Linked DNA regions of Mus musculus: regions 2 and 3 are each linked to region 1. A link is a contact called in public HiChIP or PLAC-seq and promoter capture Hi-C data. All regions are on one chromosome and are shown on one strand. Each heading gives the region's core, a stretch centred on a gene start, on an enhancer-like site or on the middle of the called end of the contact. The rest is flanking DNA. Distances are from core to core; before and after follow the strand shown. Region 1 holds the start of Arf6 (ADP-ribosylation factor 6). Region 2 holds the start of Klhdc1 (kelch domain containing 1). Region 3 overlaps Sos2 (SOS Ras/Rho guanine nucleotide exchange factor 2).

What was found. HiChIP or PLAC-seq counts read pairs in DNA pulled down with a chosen protein or histone mark. Capture Hi-C pulls out chosen DNA fragments and counts their contacts.
Region 2: a promoter capture Hi-C map of adipose tissue shows a contact between it and region 1. The contact joins the promoter of Klhdc1 here to the promoter of Arf6 in region 1. A contact is called at or near these places in 3 of 39 promoter capture datasets (embryonic stem cells, maxillary cranial neural crest and stem cell-derived epiblast-like cells), 5 of 115 datasets of contacts at active chromatin or transcription factors (effector CD8 T cells, embryonic stem cells, memory CD8 T cells and 1 more) and 3 of 9 other capture datasets (adipose tissue, liver and pancreatic islet).
Region 3: a contact with region 1 is called in an H3K27ac HiChIP or PLAC-seq map of extraembryonic endoderm stem cells. The contact joins the enhancer-like site here to the promoter of Arf6 in region 1. A contact is called at or near these places in 2 of 39 promoter capture datasets (hippocampal neurons and pre-B cells), 1 of 484 Hi-C or Micro-C datasets (bone marrow-derived macrophages), 18 of 115 datasets of contacts at active chromatin or transcription factors (the HPC-7 cell line, the SCID.adh cell line, bone marrow-derived macrophages and 12 more) and 3 of 9 other capture datasets (adipose tissue, liver and pancreatic islet).

What each region holds. Positions count from the first base shown.
Region 1 is chr12:69,370,391-69,374,216 of GRCm38.p6, forward strand. Arf6 (ADP-ribosylation factor 6) reads left to right here and starts at 1,760. Exons shown (of 2, transcript NM_007481.3): 1 at 1,760-1,833; 2 at 1,934-3,826. The coding sequence starts at 2,404. The coding sequence ends at 2,931.
Region 2 is chr12:69,239,773-69,243,132 of GRCm38.p6, forward strand. It overlaps Klhdc1 (kelch domain containing 1), which reads left to right and starts at 2,060. Exons shown (of 13, transcript NM_178253.5): 1 at 2,060-2,241. The coding sequence starts at 2,146.
Region 3 is chr12:69,616,715-69,620,531 of GRCm38.p6, forward strand. Sos2 (SOS Ras/Rho guanine nucleotide exchange factor 2) reads right to left here. Exons shown (of 23, transcript NM_001135559.1): 9 at 1,342-1,466; 10 at 140-795. Among named protein-coding and RNA genes, the nearest start is that of Gm31679, 6.7 kb to the right of the region's middle. Within about 2 kb of position 2,062, at least 11 of the 459 cell types and tissues checked have an H3K27ac peak or open chromatin away from gene starts, as enhancers often do. A contact at or near this core is called in extraembryonic endoderm stem cells, where this site is marked.

The DNA.
Region 1 (3,826 bases), core at 510-3,009:
GATGTTTCATCTGTGGTATGGTTTAATAGTTGCCTAAATTATTACTATTTGGAAGTGTTTGGAATATTTTAAAATTTACCTTTTTTTTTTTTTGAGCTAGGACCTCACTTTGTAACCTTGACTTGGCCTGGAGCTCAATATGTACACCAGGTTGGCCTCAATCTCAGAGATATTCATCAATCTCTGTCTCTCCAGTGCGGGGGTTAAAGGCATACACCACCTTGAATGTCTTTAAATTACATTTTGCTTGGTGTCCTCCAAGTCAGGGTGGGTGACAAGTGCTTTAATCACTGAGCAGTATCAACCAGCCCCAAACTGACCTATTTTTTTTAAAGCATGGCATAGAGAGTTTAATTCTTACTATTGGCGACTAGTTTCTGACTATTGCTATTTGTTTTGTACTATAATTATTCTTTAATCATTTATTATTGGGGCTGGGAAGATGGCTTGGTGCATTAAAAAGCACTTGCTTTGTAAGCAGTAAGTTCCAGAGTTCGAATCTTCAGTCAAGTAAAAAGCCTGCTGTGGTTTCAAATACCTGTTGCTCCATTGGGTCACCCCTGTCCTGGGAGGTGGAGGCTGGAGAATAATTTCAGATAACCCTGAGCGACTGTGAGGCCAGTACTTGTTAAATAGAGTGGCACACTCTCTAGCCTAGACTGACCTAGAATTACAGCGACCCTCTCTGCCTCAGTCTCATCACTTCTGGTACAGGTGTGAGCTGTACCAGATGACTTCCTTTTTTTTTTTTTTTAATTATAAAATAAAAACAGTATATTATCATATGCTGTTGTAGCAACTTCCTTGAACTTAAGTTTTCTCCCCGTGTTTATTTTTATTAAAAATTTCACCTTACTTTAACCTTAACACTATCCGTTTAATACAAAAAGGTTTCCTGGTCCAGCAAGATGGCTTAGTAGGTAAAAGCGTCGGGCGCCAAGCTTGACTTGATACCTGGGACCCACATGAAGAAAGGGGAGAACTGACTTTGGTTGTCCTCTGACCTCTCTCCGTGCGTACGCACACTAAATGAAAAAAAGTATTTGAAAATAAGAACAAAACCCAAAGAGTTTCCTTATAGTACGTGGAGAGCAGAAGTCAATTCAAGGGAGTTGGTTCTCTCCTTCCTGGGGAACGAAGGCGGGTCCGCCCTCTCGGTGGCAGGCTTTACCCACAGTCATCTCGTCGGCCCTGATAGTCTGTTTCTTAAGAAATGCGGGCGGTTCAGACCAGACTTATAAAGAACGAGTTTAAACTTTCAAAGGCAGGGCTTAGGGGCAGACCCAACTCGAGTACAAAAAGTGCGGGCTACTTTGGCGGATTCTATGGAACACTGGCCTCCCACGTGTCTTCCAGGAAACTGAAGGAAGGCTGGGGAGAGCGGGAGGGGCTTCGCGCAGGGGGTCCGGGAGCGAGCCTGGGAAGCGTGGCTGGGGCGCCGGTCCTAAGGGCCGACGAAGCCCGCCCTCGGTGGATCCGTGCCCCGCCTTCGAGTGGCGGAGAAGGAGACCCGCGGAGACCCCGGGTAGAGCGACAGGTGGGCACACGGCCAGCCCCACGCCAGCAGGTTCCGCGAGGCGCCGGCGTTGAGCCCCGGGAGCCGCCGTAGCCCCGCCCCCCGGCGCGTGGCGCTCGTGACGTCGAGAGCGCGGGCCACTCTCCTTTCAGAGGTCGCGCTCTTCCGAACGGTCGGGCCGAGGCGCGCGTGCGCAGTTGGGAGGGGAAGTGAGGCGGTTTCCTCGGCGCCTTTTCCGGCAGCGGCGGCGGCGGCAGCAGAGCTAGGAGGAGGAGGTGGAGGCCGGAGGGAACCCGCGCTCGGGGCGGCGGCTGGAGGTAACCTCAAGGGCCGAGCCCGAAAGGCGGGCCGCGTCGGTCTGGGCGCCCCCTCGGAGGCCCGGCGGTAACTCCCTTCTCCCTCTCTGTGTCCCTGCAGGCGAGCACCCGCGAGTTCCCGCGAGGATCCATGACCTGACCGGGCGCCGAGCCGCGCTCGTCGTCGGGGTGGTGACCGGGGTCGGTGCCGAGTCCGGTGCTCGCAGGCCGGCAGGCCGGCCGCAGTTGGAGCCGGCGCGTGCCGAGGCGGCGGAGGAGCTGTCGGCGGCGCTTGCTCGCTCGCTCGTTCGCGCGGCGCCTGCGGGGGGGAAGGGCAGTTCCGGGCCGGCCGCGCCTCGCCTCGCCTCGCTTGAGCAGGGCGGCGGCTCTCCCGGCGCAGACGCAGGGCCCCGGCGGCGGGCGATGCCCGAGTGAGCGCAGGCCGGGCCCCTGCTCCCCTAGCCGGCAGCTTCGCGCAGGCCGCAGGGCGTCCTCGCAGCGGGGCGGCGACGTTTCGGGCTCGCGGCGGCGTTGTAGGCTTGAGGGGACCCGGGACACCTGAATGCCCCCGGCCCCGGCTCTTCCGACGCGATGGGGAAGGTGCTATCCAAGATCTTCGGGAACAAGGAAATGCGGATCCTCATGCTGGGCCTGGACGCAGCCGGCAAGACAACGATCCTGTACAAGTTGAAGCTGGGCCAATCGGTGACCACCATCCCCACGGTGGGCTTCAACGTGGAGACGGTGACTTACAAAAACGTCAAGTTCAACGTGTGGGATGTGGGCGGCCAGGACAAGATCCGGCCGCTCTGGCGGCATTACTACACCGGGACCCAGGGTCTGATCTTCGTGGTAGACTGCGCCGACCGCGACCGCATCGACGAGGCCCGCCAGGAGCTGCACCGCATTATCAATGACCGGGAGATGAGGGACGCCATCATCCTCATCTTCGCCAACAAGCAGGACCTGCCCGATGCCATGAAACCCCATGAGATCCAGGAGAAACTGGGCCTGACCCGGATTCGGGACAGGAACTGGTATGTGCAGCCCTCCTGTGCCACCTCCGGGGACGGACTCTATGAGGGGCTCACATGGTTAACCTCTAACTACAAATCCTAATGAGCGTCCTCCACCCAGCCCCCGGAAGGAGAGAAATCCAAAACCCATTCCTAGGATTATCGCCACCTCCATCACCTCTTTGAATTGCCACTCTCTTTTTGAATCTGAACTCTGGAGTTACTGTTCTACAGTTTAGTGGGGTTGGGGGTTTTCTTTGTTTCCTTTTTTTTTTTTTTTTCCCTCTTGGCTTTGCGTTAGGATGCTCTGATCTGACATTTGACACGAATACAGTGCTAGATGCCTTGTGACTTCCAGCAAACGGGGTGGGGTAATAGCAACTCTTGGTAAAGTCCTTTATAATAATGGTTTGATTTTTTTATTTCGAGAGAATCTTCCCCCCCATGTATGCTTTTTTTCCTTTTTGCCCAGGTTCTTATCACTTGCTGTAGATGGCTTATTTTGCATTCATGCAGACTATGTTCCAAGTCTGTTTCATCTAGTAAACTGAAAATTATTGCTTAATCAAACTGCCGTTTGTCTTTTATATTTAAGGCCTCCCCCCCCTTCCTCCTTAGCGCTAACTTTAGCAGTTTCAAATGTGACCTTTTATAGCCAAGACCAGTATGGTGAACTAAGCCCACAGTGGCAAGATAATGAGTAATAGCAGTGTAATGTTCCAGTTGCACATGAGTGTGTCAGACAGGTAATGTCAGGAGCCCCTGGCAGTGTCAGCCATTAACGTGCATGAGGAGGAGTACAGCTCGAGCTCCCTTCACCCTAGCTAACTGCCGCCTAGAACAAGCAGCGCAGCCTGTAAAGCCTACAGGTCTCTTCCACTGCAAAGTTAGCAACTTCGCTGTTTCCCTCTTCTTACCTTTAAAAATACTCTTTCCAGAAAATGGAGCAATAATGGTGTATGCCTCACACAGATGAAATATTTGTAGATATTTTAAAG
Region 2 (3,360 bases), core at 810-3,309, 130 kb before region 1:
GCTTAGGCTTGTTAATAAAAATACTAGGTCTCTGTGTTATTTATTTGGGAGCTAAAATGGGCTAGAGCACCCATAGAAATGCCCTTCAGTTATTAGCAGGCAAAGGGGATGTAAGAAGAAAAAAAAAAACCTCAATAATTGCTTTTACAGAAGGTTTTGGGTTTTGCCTGCTTGCCCTCTCCTTGCTAGCAAGTCCATTCCTTCACTGGCGTCAGAGCCTACTACTTCAGGATCCAGCACAGAATAAAGTCCAGCTGAGACATCCAGCCTTGTGGACCAAGCAACTACTGGATTCTTGGACTTCTGGTTGGACTTCCGGTTCACAGCCAGCCATTTTTGGATTAACTGCGCTGCAGGCTGTAAGTCCTTTTAATAAATCCCCTTTCAATATATAGAGATGCATTCTATAAATTCTGTTATGCTAGAGACCAGATTAATACAGACGGCAAGTCTCTACTGCCAAAGACACTACATACTACATGTCTTTGCGGAAGAACATGGAAAATCAGAAGGATTGATCTGGTCCTTACTCCTGGCCAGCTTTCACCGTGCTGGGAAGGACTATGCTGGGGAAGAGCTGTAACCAACGCCCCCACCTTGCTGGGGATCCTGAAGTCTACAGTATCAACACATCAGGCCTGATGTTCCCACTGGGGAAGAAACTATTATGGGTACAGCCAATTATTTTCTGACTGGATTTGTGGATCGTTCCACAAGAGGGGAATTGGTGCCGTGTTCTGTAAACCCGGTCAAAAGCCCATGGCTGGGGGAAGACCATAGATTTTTGAAAGCTGCTGCTCTTTTGCTAAGTTCTATGTGTCTGTCAAATTGCCTTCTAAATAGTTGTCTTTATACCCGTCCACTAGTGTAGTTGTCATCTTTGGTCAATGAGGTTTCTGTTTTTAAATGGGCAGTCGTTACTGTAGAGACAACTGGTTAAAAGTGCTATTGAATGTCCAGCCCTAGAGGGGCATCCTACCCAAGCCTCAGGGACCATCGTGGAAGGTGGAGGGGCAGATGGCAAGAGGTGGTGGGTTGTAGAATTATCACCGCGATTTAGGGTTGGGGGAGGGGCTCCCTGCCCTCCGTGGTTTTAAAGGCAGTTAACAGTTGCAAGGAAGGGGGGGGGGTGTTTCAAGCTCCCACCCCCAGCTTTTGTAGGCAGTTAACAGTTGCTAGGCAGAGACATTTTATTCAGTGGAATAGCTATGCTCATGTAACTGTAATTAAAATCATTGGTTCTTCAAGGAAGACTTGAGGTTCGCTCCTCTCCCCAGAGAAAATGTATACAAGTGGGAAATGAAAGATGCAAGACAATAATGTTTCCTTTCGTGTTTAGAAAAGGGGAATTGTGCCTGTGTTCCCACATAATATCACCACGAAGAAATAATAGAACACTCAGTGCCTCAGGTACCAACACCTTCTACAGCGATTAGCACGGAAGTACACGTGAAGAAAACCAGGGACACCCAGGCCCTACAAAAGCAAAAAAACCTCATATGCGTCTTGAAACCATGTATTACCGAGGCTGAAGCAGAACTGGCATTGGAGCACTGCTCGTGTTAAAAAATGATCTCTCTCACACACACACAGCCAGGAGGATGCTCAGGTCAATAAGCTGGCCCAGTTGGGGTTCATAAACCCAATACTTTGTACAGTTGTGAGAAGAAGAAGAAAAAGAAAGCTCACTTTCCAAATGAACACCATGGAGCTGGAGAGATGGCTCAGAGGTTAAGAGCATTTGTTCTTGCAGTGGACCCAGGTTTGATTCCCAGCAGCCACATTTCACAATTGCCCATAATTCCAGGTCCAGGATGTACACCATACATACATACATACATACATACATACATACATACATACATACAAGCAGAACACTCACATACATAAAGTAAGTTCATGAGAAACCATTCTTGATTAATAGAGCCCTAAGAAGCCCAGACAGTGGCTGCAGAGAGGCTTCAGGGAGAGGTTTGCAGTGTCTTCGCAGCGCCCGGTGCTCCCGGGAGCGGCCAGGCCCCGGTCCGGGGCGGTGGCCGCGCAGACGCGCAGGTTCCTCGGTTCCGCCTCCGCCAATCTGGACCCTCCTCGCGTTCCGTTCGCGCGTGCGAGCGGGCGCCGAGCTGGCTGGGCCCCGGAGGGCGGATGGCGGACCCGCAGGCGTTCTGCGTGGCCGAGGAGCGCAGCGGCCACTGCGCAGTGGTGGACGGACACTTCCTCTACGTGTGGGGGGGCTACGTGGTAAGGGGAAGGGGCGGGCGCTGGGGCGGCGCGGGAGCGGAGGCAGGGGGATGACGGCCGGCGACGCAGCACTCCCACAGGCTCCCAGGCGAGCCGCCTGCCGTGCTGCCCACATCGCTCCCGCTCCCAAAGCCACAAAACGGGGTTTCGGGGTGCGTGACCCCTCCAGCCTCCGTGGCTCAGGACTGGAGAGGACCCCAGAACGTCGTGCCGCGTTGTTTGGTATCATTGCCACCGTGCTACTCAAAATACGGAAGTCACCAAGCAGTTAAATTTATCAGCTATTTTTAGTGGCATTTCTTTGCTAATTAAGTACCTCTGGAGTCTCAAAATAGATTCGTATTCGCAACACTCCACCACAGAGTTTTGTGGCTGAAAATTCGTATTGCCATGGCGGTTGGAATGTGTGTTTGTTTTGTTTCTATGATCGTAGGATGATAACAAGGATTATCGAGTTGGAAAAATAATTCAGGTGTACCTGCCCACCCCGTTTGTTTACAGATTAGAAAATAAGCCCTACGGAATCTCTTCTGCAAATAGAAGATAACATCTTCTGACCTCCTCAGTGCCCTTAAATGACAGACCTGTAACACAACGAAATAAAGTGCATACTGTGTGTGTTAAGAATTATCAGGTCCGAGTGGGTTTTGTTGTTTTGTGTGCTTATTCCTAATTTAGTGCAGTATAAGTAAAAAAGAAAAAAAGAAAAATTGGTTTTTTGTGTGCCAACTATATCTGGTATGTCCTAATCATATGGGATTATCGACTAGGGTCTAATCTGTAATGTTAATTTTTAAAATTTATTTTATGTACATGAATGTTTTGCATATATACATGTGTGTGTATGTATATATGTATGTGTGTGTATATATATATGCATCCTGTATCCATGGAGGTCAGAAGAGGGTGTTAGGAGCTGGCATTACAGATTGTGCTGGGAATCTAACCCAGGTCCTCTGCAAGAGCAACCAGTGCTTTTAACTACAGAGCCATCTCTCGTGCCCCACATCTTCATTTTATAAAGAAAGGCATTGACCCTTCAGTGGTCATGTGACACTGGGGGCTGCATTCTGGAGCTTTATTTTGCTTTGTTAATTATTTGAGACAGGATCTCAGACT
Region 3 (3,817 bases), core at 812-3,311, 250 kb after region 1:
TGTTTAATGAATTATTCAGTCTTTTGATTTTTCGTTATTGTTTATTTGTGGCGCCCTACCCCATTCTGCACCCCAACTCTGAAGTGTCCTTAGCCGTTGGGTGCTAGTCTCTAGGTGAACACTTGTTAGTCTCACGTACCTGCATACATGTGGTATGTTAGCCTTTCGATCAACTTCACCACAGTGCCTCCTTTAATTATGGGGATCCCACTTCTGCTTTGCAAGTTGTCTTCAAACACAATGTTTTCCTCAGAGTCTGTTACCACAAAGCGATACATATCTGGACTGGGTAGCCTCAGGGGCTGCTCATTCTCTTCTTTCAGCAGCACAGAGTCCAGCATTCTGTCTAGAGTGCTGCGATAGTGCAGGGAAATGAGGGCTGCCATCCAGTTGTTTTTCTCTTCAGCTGATTTGGCAGCAAATATTACACTGTTTTCATCTTTGGACACTAATTCAAAAGCATGTCTGTACTCACAGGCGTCTTCCTTATCACAGATTTGAATTTTCCTCATGACAAACTTCTCCTTTAATCTGTATTCTGCACTGCTATATCCTGGAAGCCGGGTCTGGCCATGATTGGGTTTACAGCTGATCATTAAGCCATCAAAGAGAAAGATATGCCTTTCGTGTTTAGCACCAATTCTGGTCAGTGGCCCCTCCATTATGAACTCATTACAACACTGTCCGATATCTTTGCCTTCCCACCCATCTATGTTTTTCTGAATTTCATTCATTTTTTTGATAGCCAGGTGTTTGCTTCTTAATTGACGATTGTAAAAAAGGCAAACTGGATCCCTAAAAGAAAAAGAAAATGTTAAAAAGCAAGGTAACTTTTGGCTTATTCAGTGATAATGATTATGTAATCCCAAATCAAATAACCAAAGTATTAAGCTGAGTTGAGGGGTATACTTCAATGACTGAGTCCATACTTAGCATGTAAAAAGCCCTGGGTTTGAATACTCAGCATTCAAAAGCTTAAATAATGAAATATTAAACTATATTTCTAACAATTATTTTCTTCTAGCCCTGCCCCTCAATAGCAGCTAACTCGATTTTACTACTACCAAAGTAAATATTACAGCTGAATATTTTATTCCTTGAGCCATAAGAACTAAAATTATTAAAAAATTCCACACTGCAGAAAATTACATAAAATTTCAGTAAATATATATTTAAATTTGTAAGCTATATCCTATCAATGTAACAATGGTAGTTTGGTGATTTCCTGACTAACACAGGTCACAAAAGCATAAGCATAATTTTCAAGACCGTGGTGTCATTGTAAATCCCACCTGGAACAGAGGCTATCACACACGGTGAAGAAGCACGGTCCAGACTTACCCAGGCCGGCGTCTGGGGGAGTGCTGCTTGTAAATGCGGTCCATGCTGCCTTGGAGGTTCATGAGGGCAGTTATAGCCTGATTCAAGCACTCTTTGTCCTCCTGCTCTTCACTGCATGCCTTCAACTGCTAAGGGGGGGAGGGGAGAAAAAAAATTACATTCTTTGGTTCTACTCTCAACTTCTTTGTAGTTAAAGTGGAAACAGATATTTAAAACCTCAATGTATTTAATGCTGCAGTTGATGGTGCAATGTCTCCCATAGGCTTATGTGTCTGCACACTTTGTTCCCGCTGGTAGCACTGTGTGATGAAGGCTGTGGAACCATTAGGAGGTGGGCTTCCCTCCCACTGGGGCATCTGAAGGTTTTGTAGTGTAAGACCCCCTTTCAGGGACCCCCACTCTAATCTCGGGAGAGAGCACCCAAAGAAACATGAGAATCTATCTTGCTGTAATCACATGAGGCAGTTTAATGACGGAGCTCCGGACCGACATGTATCCCACACAGGAGATAACGGATGTTGGCCACGAGGCTCGAAAACTAGGGGTTTTTATGAAAGAATAAGGGTTAGGGGTGCGAGGAATTTCAACAAAGGTATGGGATTCGCTCATTCAAACAACAGAAAGATTACACGTCAGAGAAAGGGCATCAGGACTTTGTTCCTGTGGGCTGGGTGCTTATCTTTGTTCACATAGCAACCAGTTGATGTATGACTTTACCCTGTGTCAAGGGGCCAAAGACAGAGGGGAGGTTCCAGCCAGATGGGATTGACTCAGACAAGATAGCCCTGCTTGTGTCCTTGCATTTTTCTTTATCTTATGGTCAAGATGTTCCCAGGAATGTTTTAACTACGGGGCATACCCGGGTTTGTTTTTCTTTATTCTCAGCCCCAGGCAGCCTCTAGCTCACAAACAACCAGCAATTTCTGAGTAGTTGATATGACTTACAGGTCTTGAAATTTCATCTTTCTTTCAGTAGCCTGGCCTTCCTTGCAGTCCTTCGCTTCCTGACTGAGGATGCTGCCATGCTTCCCCCAGTGATGGACTACATCCCTTCTTCAACCATACTCCTTCCTCACTAACTTTGTTTCTTGTCAGATATTTGGACACAGCAAAAAGACTAATATAGTTAATAAAGACAACTGTAACTTTGTATAATTACATATACCATCTGACTTCTTAAAACCAACCCTCTGTTAACAAACCCAATGAAGATATAAAGTACTGTCAGCATAAAAGTCAATGAAAAAGATAACTGTGAAATGATTTAGGAACTTTTTATTATACAAAATAATTTAAAGTATTTAAAGCATGACTTTTAAGAGTTACTTTAGGGCCAGCGGGATGGCTAATTGGCTAACTCGCTTGCTAGGCAAACCTAATGACTTGAGTTCCGTGTGCAGAACCCACAGAAAGGCAGAAGGAGTACCAACTCCACAGCCTGTCCTCTGCCCTCCACCTGTGTCCCCAGCGCCCACCCACACCCACCTCAATACTACACACACAATTACAAAGCAACACTTTTCTCGTGGTTGTTCAAGATGGGGTTTCTCTGTGTAACAGAGCCCTGGCTGTCCTAGACTAGCTTTGTAGACCAGGCTGGCCTCAAACTCACAGAGAACTGTTTGTGCCTCCCGAGTGCTGGGATCGAAGGTATGTACACCAGGTCTGGCTTTCAAAGTTTGTTGGTTTTTTTTTTTTTTAAAGTTACTTTTATTCACTAATATGAAGACATACAATAAGATAAACTCCTAAAATTACTACATACTCTCTGTTAAATACTTAAGTTCTGGCAATTTAAAAAGTTGACATATATTTGTTTTACAACAGAATAAAATAAGCAAATTTAACATTTCAATGTGTCAAAAGCTGTGTGTAACCAAACACTATAAAGGGTTTTATTGGTATACTTTTAATTTTTACATTATTATATGTTTATGGGTGCTTAGTCTACATACATATCTACATGCCAATTTGTACCTGGTGCCCACAGAGGCAAGAAGGGGGCATTCTTTCCCCTGGAGCTGAAGTCCCAGATGGTTGTAGGTACTGTAGGTACTGGCAATCGAACCAGACCCTCTGCAGGAGGACATTGTTATAACATTAAATTCAACCCCTGCAGTATCCAGAAGCCATGAAGGTTAATCTTAAAAATTTTGTAATAATCCTTATAATCCTTAGAAATAAGCATTTTTATCTAATTTTGTTTGTTTGGTTGGTTGGTTTTTCGAAACAGGGTTTCTCTGTGTAGCCCTGGCTGTCCTGGAAGTCACTCTGTAGACCAGGCTGGCCTCGAACTCAGAAATCCGCCTGCCTCTGCCTCCCGAGTGCGCCACCACGACCGGCTCTTATCTAATTTTTTAATCTCTCAAAATTTGGCTTTATTTCACTTGCTGAAACTTTTCTTTAATATTTCTCTCAGAAGAAAACACTTTCTCTTGAAAGGAAAAAATGTTTACCTTTTAATAATTTATGTTAG